Linked DNA regions of Mus musculus: region 2 is linked to region 1. The links are chromatin contacts, called in public promoter capture Hi-C maps. All regions are on one chromosome and are shown on one strand. Each heading gives the region's core, a stretch centred on a gene start, on an enhancer-like site or on the middle of the called end of the contact. The rest is flanking DNA. Distances are from core to core; before and after follow the strand shown.

The links. Capture Hi-C pulls out chosen DNA fragments and counts their contacts.
Region 2: a promoter capture Hi-C map of pancreatic islet shows a contact between it and region 1. The contact joins two enhancer-like sites. A contact is called at or near these places in 2 of 39 promoter capture datasets (embryonic stem cells and neural stem cells), 1 of 15 datasets of contacts at CTCF or cohesin (stem cell-derived epiblast-like cells), 18 of 484 Hi-C or Micro-C datasets (the C2C12 cell line, adipose-derived mesenchymal stem cells, bone marrow-derived macrophages and 12 more), 15 of 115 datasets of contacts at active chromatin or transcription factors (astrocytes, bone marrow-derived macrophages, craniofacial prominence and 8 more) and 2 of 9 other capture datasets (adipose tissue and pancreatic islet).

What each region holds. Positions count from the first base shown.
Region 1 is chr8:25,250,443-25,254,713 of GRCm38.p6, reverse strand. It overlaps a transcript of Tacc1 not described here. Among named protein-coding and RNA genes, the nearest start is that of Gm39144, 3.6 kb to the left of the region's middle. Within about 2 kb of position 1,778, at least 26 of the 459 cell types and tissues checked have an H3K27ac peak or open chromatin away from gene starts, as enhancers often do. A contact at or near this core is called in pancreatic islet, where this site is marked.
Region 2 is chr8:25,677,451-25,681,721 of GRCm38.p6, reverse strand. It overlaps Nsd3 (nuclear receptor binding SET domain protein 3), which reads right to left. Exons shown (of 23, transcript NM_001081269.2): 9 at 2,876-3,006; 10 at 1,728-1,856; 11 at 948-1,074. Among named protein-coding and RNA genes, the nearest start is that of Nsd3, 39 kb to the right of the region's middle. Within about 2 kb of position 1,796, at least 10 of the 459 cell types and tissues checked have an H3K27ac peak or open chromatin away from gene starts, as enhancers often do. A contact at or near this core is called in pancreatic islet, where this site is marked.

The DNA.
Region 1 (4,271 bases), core at 529-3,028:
AGGCCTGTCCCCTGTCTGACAGAAGTGGGAGGGACTGTGGTATGGTGGCTCTTTGTGTTTTTGTAAAGGACAACTCTTGAGAAAAGACTGGACTGATGGGTCACAGAGCCAAGACAGAATGTTCTATGGGAGGAAATGAGCTCTGGAACAGGTGGAGTTAGGACAGTTTTTGAACTTGTGATCCTGTGCTAAGATTGCAAGGGCCAGCACTGAGTCTCGCTGCTTTGGGGGGGGGGGGAAGAGAAAGAGAGAGAGAGAGAGAGAGAACACAGGGTCACATGACTGCTCTGCAAACACTTAACCACTGACCCAGCTCCATGCTCATCCCTGGATACTACGATTTAATGATAGCAAACTGAGTCTTGCATTCAGGCTTGGGGTTCACATTTTAGTTCTGCCACATGGCAGCCAGTTTCTCTTCAGCACAATGCATAACCAAAAAAATGTGGGGTTTTGGTTTGTTTTGTTTATTGGGGTGTGTGTGTTTGTGTGTGTTCTTTCGCTTTTCCCCAGCAAGTAAATGCTTTTAGTAAAACCACTCATAGTTCTAGGATTTCAAGCTGGGATACAAAATTTCAAGAGCTATATGTAGCTCATTTTTAAAGAAACAGGGTAGCTCATGAGTTACAAAAGTTTGGCAACATAGCCGGCTCTTCTCTGAATAGAGCATAACTTTAAAAAATGCATTTATTCTAATCCACATGGTGCCATGTGGCTGGTTACCTGTGCTCAGGAACCAAATGTCCCCCTCGGCACATCCTCCAGATGAATATCCTACCTGGCTCTCTCCCAGAATCCTTTCTGCCTCCCGGATGTCCCACCTCCTATTTCCTGCATAAGCTGGATGGGCCATCAGATTTTTACTGACAGGTACCACATCCATACAGACACAAGACATTCTCTGTACAAAGCTGCCTTGGTGGTGGTATTTTAACACAGCACAGAAAAGTAACCAGTGCACTGCACGATAAAATGGAGAAAGCTCCAGCTAAGCCCAGCTCTATACCTTACACCATCAGAGCCCCAAATCCCAAATTAATCCTCTTAATATCAAAACCCTTCCTTTCCTTCTCCCTCCCTCCCTCTCCCTTCCTCCCCTACCCTCCCACACCAGAGTGTGTTTATAGCAACCATCAAATTGTTTCCCTAGAAATTAGCTATACAGGGGGAGGGTTTTTTGTTTGTTTTAATCATTTTATTTTGTTTAAAAATTTTGTTTATGGGCAATTTGCCTACATGTATATCTGTGCATCACAATCCAGATCCCCTTGGGGTTATAGATTCTTATGAGCCACTGTGTAGGTGCTGGGAATCAAACCTGGGTCCTCTGGAGGTACAGCCAGGACTCTTAACCATGGAGCCATCTCTCCACCTGGGATGAGTTTCTAAGGATTTGGGAATAAAGGTCTCTTTGGCTTCCTACTCCCCTCCAAATAATACAAGATATCATAGCACATATTTGGGACTCCATTAGTCACTGGGGGAAGGCCATAGTCTAATGACTGAAAGTGAGGGAGAGAGAAAATTGATTGTTTATTCCAGTCTACCTGACGTTCACGGAGATGGGAAGTGAGGGGAACACCTCCATGTTTCTTCATCTTCAGCCCTGGAAATTACCAAGGAAGAGACTTTCTTCCTTAGCCTCGTCCCTTAGTCTTGGAGACCTCAAAGAAACGTAAGTGGACAGGAAGAGTTGGAAACTGGAGCAGATGAGAGTGTGGCGAAGCAGGACTGGAGGATCTGTTATGTTTGTCTTCAGCACGGGACCTTTGGAATTTTCCAGTTTGACTTTCTGGCTAATCATTACCGGCTCCATAATTGCTGGCAGCTGACCCTGGTCTTGCCAGCCACCTGCCCAGCAGCCCGAGAACCGCACCAGCTGCAGCCAGCTGCTGAGGTCCTCAGTCTAAAGAAGACTGAAGACGGAGGGAGCATGCTGGTTGCCTGCCCACCCAGCTGCTGGAGGAGTGATTGACTGTCTTACTCTGTTTCCTGGGCTCCTAGAATGAGCTTCCAGAGCCTGCAGAACTCACATGAGCACCCACTGCTCATCCCCTGGGATGGCCTCACGAGCTAGCCACCACTGCCCGTGCTAGCACACACCACTGCCCGTGCTAGCACAGATGCTAGATGCAAGAAAAGCCTGGGGGCTGGCGAGATGGCTCAGTGGGTAAGAGCACTGACTGCTCTTCCAAAGGTTCTGAGTTCAAATCCCAGCAACCACATGGTGGCTCACAACCACCCATAATGAGATCTGACGCCCTCTTCTGAAGACAGCTACAGTATACTTATGTATAAGAATAAATAAATCTTTGGGCCAGAGCGAGCAGGGTTGACGGGAGCGAGCAGAGGTCCTAAATACAATTCCCAACAACCACATGAAGACTCACAACCATCTGTAAAGCTACAGTGTACTCATGTATATAAAATTAAATAAATATATCTTTAAAAAAAAAGGAAGAAAGGCCTGGGTGTATTTAGCAAGCAAGCAGCTGTCAGCTCTCAAGGCTCATACCTGTCCAATCTGAAAAAAGCCTTAAATGGCTTCAAGAATCTCAGGCACTACTGCTGAAACAGGTCTGAGAGACTAAGTTCCCACTGATGAGGCTGGGTTCTTGACCACCTCCTGGGTTTTGCTGTCTGTTCTGTGACTTTCCAGTGGGGTGATGAAGTCAGAATTGTTGAATAAAAAAAATCAAGTCATAGTGACAACTGCTTCCATTCTCCCTCCCTCAGGACAACGCTAATGGGACTGGCAGTGAGGTCTGCAGCTGCTACAGGTCCCTCAGCCTGAGAAGTAACAGCCCAAGTGCTTGGGTGGATGAGTTACAGGCAGATGCTGTCCCTGAAAATAGGGTATGGGCACAAGAAAGGGGGCTGCTTAGGGAACTACCCCTATAAGTCACACAAGGGCGCACTGTGCTTGACACAGGTGGCTACAGGGCTGACACACACCGAAAACAGAACCCAAAAGACACCTTAGAAATTGCTTTCTGTCTTTCTCCTGACACAGAAAAGCTGAGTGAGGGCAGCAGGCAGGAAAGCAGGGTCCCAGGTCTCCAGGGCTTGCCCTCTCTTGGGAACCGCCACTCCGATGTGACATTTACATCACCTTAAAATAGGGAATAAGGACTATGGGAGGGGGCAGAATTTGGCCTTGCAAATTTTAGCCCCCACAGAAGATGGCTGGTGGGACGTTAAGAAGGGCGTTTTGGTAGAATTGTCCTTAAACAAAGGAGTTTGTCTAGAAACTCTACCAAAAAGGTTGATGCAGGCAAGCATGTAAACCCCCCCCCCCACACACACACAACACACACGTACTCATACACATAACACACACACACACACACACACACACACACACGACTTCTAGGACAGAAAAAGCACAACCACTTGGCTGTGTTTAATCTTTGGAATAAGCCAAGACCAAATCCAAGGGCACCTTGCTAATGGCAACCCCTTGATTCAACACATGGAAATGGAAAGTCCCCTCTCATCTGTGCACCATGACACCCCACCCCAGGACTGTTCCCCAAATGTACAGTCCTTGCCCCTCAACTGCCCAACTACTGTAATTACAGGAGTCCTCAAGCAGACCTGCAGAGAAGTTTTACTTTCTAGTGAAAGTGAGATGTGTAGATTACCTTTCGAGCCTAGCTTCTGTTGACCATGGTGCCTTCTACTGGAGTGTGGTCAATCTGCCAGGGGCAACACCTGAAAAAAAGTGTCACTTAACTAAGTGCCTCAGAAGCTACTGACCATCAGTGGCTCCCCTCTTAGGGCGTGCCTTCGAGTTTGTTCTCTGTCTATTTCCACTCTGGGACAATCCTTTACTTTCAGATAAAATATTATTTTACCACATGAAATCCTTTCTCACCCAAAAGCATTCCCACCCCCTCCTTTTTTGAAAGCTTCTTTAAAAAATATATTTTGAGCCAGGCGTGGTGGTGCACGCCTTTAATCCCAGCACTTGGGAGGCAGAGGCAAGCGGATTTCTGAGTTCGAGGCCAGCCTGGGCTACACAGAGAAACCCTGTCTCAAGAAAACCAATAATATTATATATATATATATATTAGAACTGAAGAGATGGCTCTTCAGTTAAGAGCACTGACTGCTCTTCCAGAGGTCCTGAGTTCAAATCCCAGCAAGCACATGGTGGCTCCCAACCATCTGTAATGGGATCTGATGCCCTTTCTGCCATGTATATGTACATACAGATAGAGCACTCATCTGTATAAAATAAATAAATACAATCTTTTTAAAAACCTAAC
Region 2 (4,271 bases), core at 547-3,046, 430 kb before region 1:
CTCTCAGCTACTGCTCTACTACCGTACCTGCCTGCCTGATGCTACATTCATTGCCACGGTCACAGGCTCACCTTCTGAAGCCTAAATCCCCAATAACTCTTTCTTCTATATGTTACCTTATAGAATGTCATGGCATCTCTTCACTGCAATAGAAAAGTAACTAAGACAACTAGCTATGTTGTTTCAGGTTAAACAATTGCTTTCTAATGAAACAAAACCATAACTATATTACAGAAGAAACATAAAATAGCATATTTCTTTGTATGCTACAAGAAGGCATTGGAAAATATATAGTGGGAGAAGAAATCAATGATAAATACTAAGTTAAAAAAAATTAACAGCATGTCTGGCATGGTGATGCAGACCCTTAATTCCTGTACGGGGTGGGGAGGTGGGGGGTGGTTGGGGGGAAAGGCAGGCAGGTAGATCTCTGTGAGTTTAAGGCCAGCCTGGTCTACACAGTGAGTTATAGGGCAGCCAGGGCTACACTGTAAGACCCTGCCTTTAAAAAAAGTTAATAGCATTATTTTTTCCCAAAAATATATAATCATATTTACAGTTTTACTATAACCATATTTATAGTTACTATAAATATTTACTATATTATACTTAAATATTTACTGTAACCATAATTAAGAGTTTCAATCGATACTTGTTGAGTCTACTAAAGGACTTTAAACTTGTTTGTTAAGCACACACACCAATCTTAAACTGATTTACATACTCAACAAACAAAACAAGTTTGTTTTTGGACATAGGTGGTTTGGACTGGTTTTTGGATCTTGGAAAGCTTAATACTGGATGGTGTCTTGGCTTGTTAAAATACCTATGGGAGGGGAGGGGAGCTGCATTAACCAAGAACGGAGTAAATCAAGGGGAGCCACCCCACGGAGAGCTGCCAGCCCCGCCCCGCCCCGCCCCGCCCCGCCCCGCCCTCCGTGGCTCACCAGTCTCACACTCCTCACAGGTGAAGTGGCCCTCAGGGACTGCAGTCAGTCCCAAGCACTCCACGTGAAAGTGTCGGCAGCACTCCCCCTCACAAGCAACAAGGCAGTCGCCAGCCTTCTCACAGACCTGCAAGAGCAAGAAAGCAGCAGTTCTCAAACTTGCAGCTCAGAACTGACTACAGCGCTTGTTCAAGTATAGGCCATGGGATTTTTCTCCTAATATTCTGAGTTAGAAGGCATAAAAAAGGAATCCAAGATTTTGTAGTTCCTCTTTCTTCCTTCCTTCCTTCCTTCCTTCCTTCCTTCCTTCCTTTTCTTTCTTTTAGTTTTTAGGGGTTTTTTTTTGAGACATGGTTCCTCTGCAAAGCCCTATGTTTGGTTCCCAGAACCTACATGGGGCTCACATACTCATCTGTAATTCCAGTTCCCTTCTGACCTCCTCAGGCACCAGGCAAGCATGTGGTGCACAGACCCTCATGAAGGCAAAACATAAAATTAAATAACTCAAAAAAATTAAGGAGGAACAGGAGCTGGGCATAGTGGTGGCTCACAGTGAGTCCAAAGCTAGCCTGGTCTATAGAGCAAGCCTTAGACCAGGCAAGGCAATCCTGTCTCAAAAGCAAAACAACAATGACAAACATCCCATCAGGATAGGGAGAACCACAAATAGCCTTTAGACCTGTAGCTTTAAAGCAACTTAATAAAATAATAAAAAGTACAGGAGACAATGACACAGCTGGTAGAACTGGATCACATGCTTCTAAGTAGCCGCCCGCCTACCTGACACACAGTGTCCTTCTTACTCGTGCCGACACCTCTCCGTGACAGACTCGAGTCCACCGACTGCGCGTCAGAAGCATCTGCGTCAGCAGTAGCTGACGGGCTATCTACTTGTTTGCCAAAGCCTACCTATGTGGAAAACAAACAAAACAAGATAAGGAAAAAATAGGTCCCCGACATAATGCAAAACCCAAGGAAACCAACTGAAGTTCATCTCATCACCGCCCGCCTGCCTTCTCGTCTTCCTTCCTTCCTTCAACCCAGGGATGTTGTCGGTGTATCTGTGTCATTTGGGAGAAACTGAAGCGAATATTTAAAAGGCAAAATGACAGAACTCCTCTGTTATGCAAGAAATCTACAAAATAAGTTTCATATAACCAAAGGGAGTCGTCGTTGTCCCCTCCCTCCCCCAGCCAAGCTACACCTTCAACCTCAGCACTGGTGAGCCCAAGATAGACAGATGTCTGCCAGCCTGGTCTACATGGAAAGTTCTAGGCCATCCAGAGTTACATAGTGAAGTAATGTTTCAAAAACATTGATTTTTCTAAGAGTATTGATTTTATTATTATTTTTATAAGTCAGGGTCTCATAATATAGCTCTGTTATCCTGGAACTTCCTATGTACTGCAGGCTGGCCAGTTACTCAAGAGATCTGCCTGACTCTCTGCCTTCTTAGCATGGGATTAAAGTCGTGTGACAGCATGCCTGGCTGGTAATCTGTTTAAACAAGGGCTGACCACCACCACATGAAGCATCTTATTTGGATGGGCCCACAGTTTTAGAAGCTTGACTGCCCTGCAGTCTCCCCTCCTGAAAGCCTGACAAGACTTTCCAGCAGGAGAATGCAGCTGCACATACACACAGACACACACACACATTTACACCCTGGAAAAGACTCTCCTCTATTGGGGAAGGCCATTCTCTTCCGGTTTGGGGGAGCTGCATGTGCAGCAATGAAGAAAGAGAAGCCTACACAGACAGGTAAGCTGAATATTGTGGTGACCAAGAGTGAGCGATGACAAACATGCTATCCCCCCTTACATGCTATCGTACCACGAGTACGCTTACGTTCCCCGGATGCTCCCGAGAAAGCATGCTAACTGTGGCTGGCAAACAAGTCGTCTGCCCAGACCCGAGCACACACTCACCTGCCCGTCACTCAGTCCTCTAGAATCGGAGTCAGATGTGTCTCTGTACGTGCAACTAGCCGTCTCTACATCCGTTGAGGCGCGACTCCTTTTCTTTAGGGGCTTACAGGAATCTGAAATCTCGCTGGCACCTTAACATAACACACTGAAATTAATCCTAAAATAGAATTTAGGGTCACTGTAAACTTTTTTTTTTGTTGGTGGTGAGTATTTTCTTTCCCCAAACTCGTCTCAAGTATACTGGGGGAAATTCACAGCTGTTTGTAGCACTGAAGTTGCAAGCCAGGACTTGATAAGTTTCTGACTTCCGGTATTAAGTGATCCCATTCACAACTGCTCTATAAAAACATTTAAGTTCAGTTCTGCTTGTCGCCGTTTCCCCAGCAGGGCCCAAGTTCCACTCTAGACATCCATTCTAGCCAAACTGAGAGACAGCCAATTGATTTGGAACAATTCAGAGAACCATTTGATTGCGTAAGGGGAAGACATGAAACCCAACACAGTGTAGTTTACAGATACGGTTGCAGAGACATCTCCATCTTGTTTGATTAGGGATGTGACAAATCTTTGATTTGTATTCGATTCCTACTCGGATAGTGCCGTTTCAACCCCCCAATTTTGCAATTCAGTTATTAGCCCCCCAATACATTTTGGATTTTCATAATTGTTCTTTCTTAGTAGAGTGGCATTTATTGTGACCGTTAACAAGTGCTGTGGCACGTCCACACACATCATGCCATGTGGGAGGAACGTTACTGAGGGCTGAATGGACAATCAGTGTTCAAGTGCGAGAAATCACCAAGGGCTAGATGACAGGCCTCTGGACTTTGTGAGGGAGAGAAGAAATATATACTTGGGAAAAAAAAGGCAGAGAAGAGTGTGGAATTTTTTTTTTTAAAACTGCGTGTAATACAAATCCAGCCAAAACAATAGTGCAAAAAGTTACAAAGCAATAATCTCTTGGGCTAATGCGGTAGGCTAGACAGAGACAGCCGCGATGACATGTGCAGATCAGGCACGGTGAATACCAAGGAACCAAGGAGACGGGTAAGATGTCCACCCACAGTTTGTTTTAGATCCCCCCCCCCCAAACTTTCCATACAACAGACAGACATCTAGATCAGCCCAGCAAGCTACGGTGGAATTGTGCAGTCCGGAAGAGACTGTGGAGAAACAGGTCTCCTGAGGCCATGAAGATCCGTAACAGGCCGAAGGGAGCGCTTGGTGTCTAGCCACGTGTTGTGGTGGAGGTGGCGGCCTCGGGAGACTGCTCTGGTTACTGGAACCTTCTTAGCACATCCCATCCTACAAGTTTGCACTGAATGCTTCCTGACAGCTACAAAGGAGGGTGCCCGCCCACGTTAATGCTGATTCAAGAACACAAGGACACAAATCT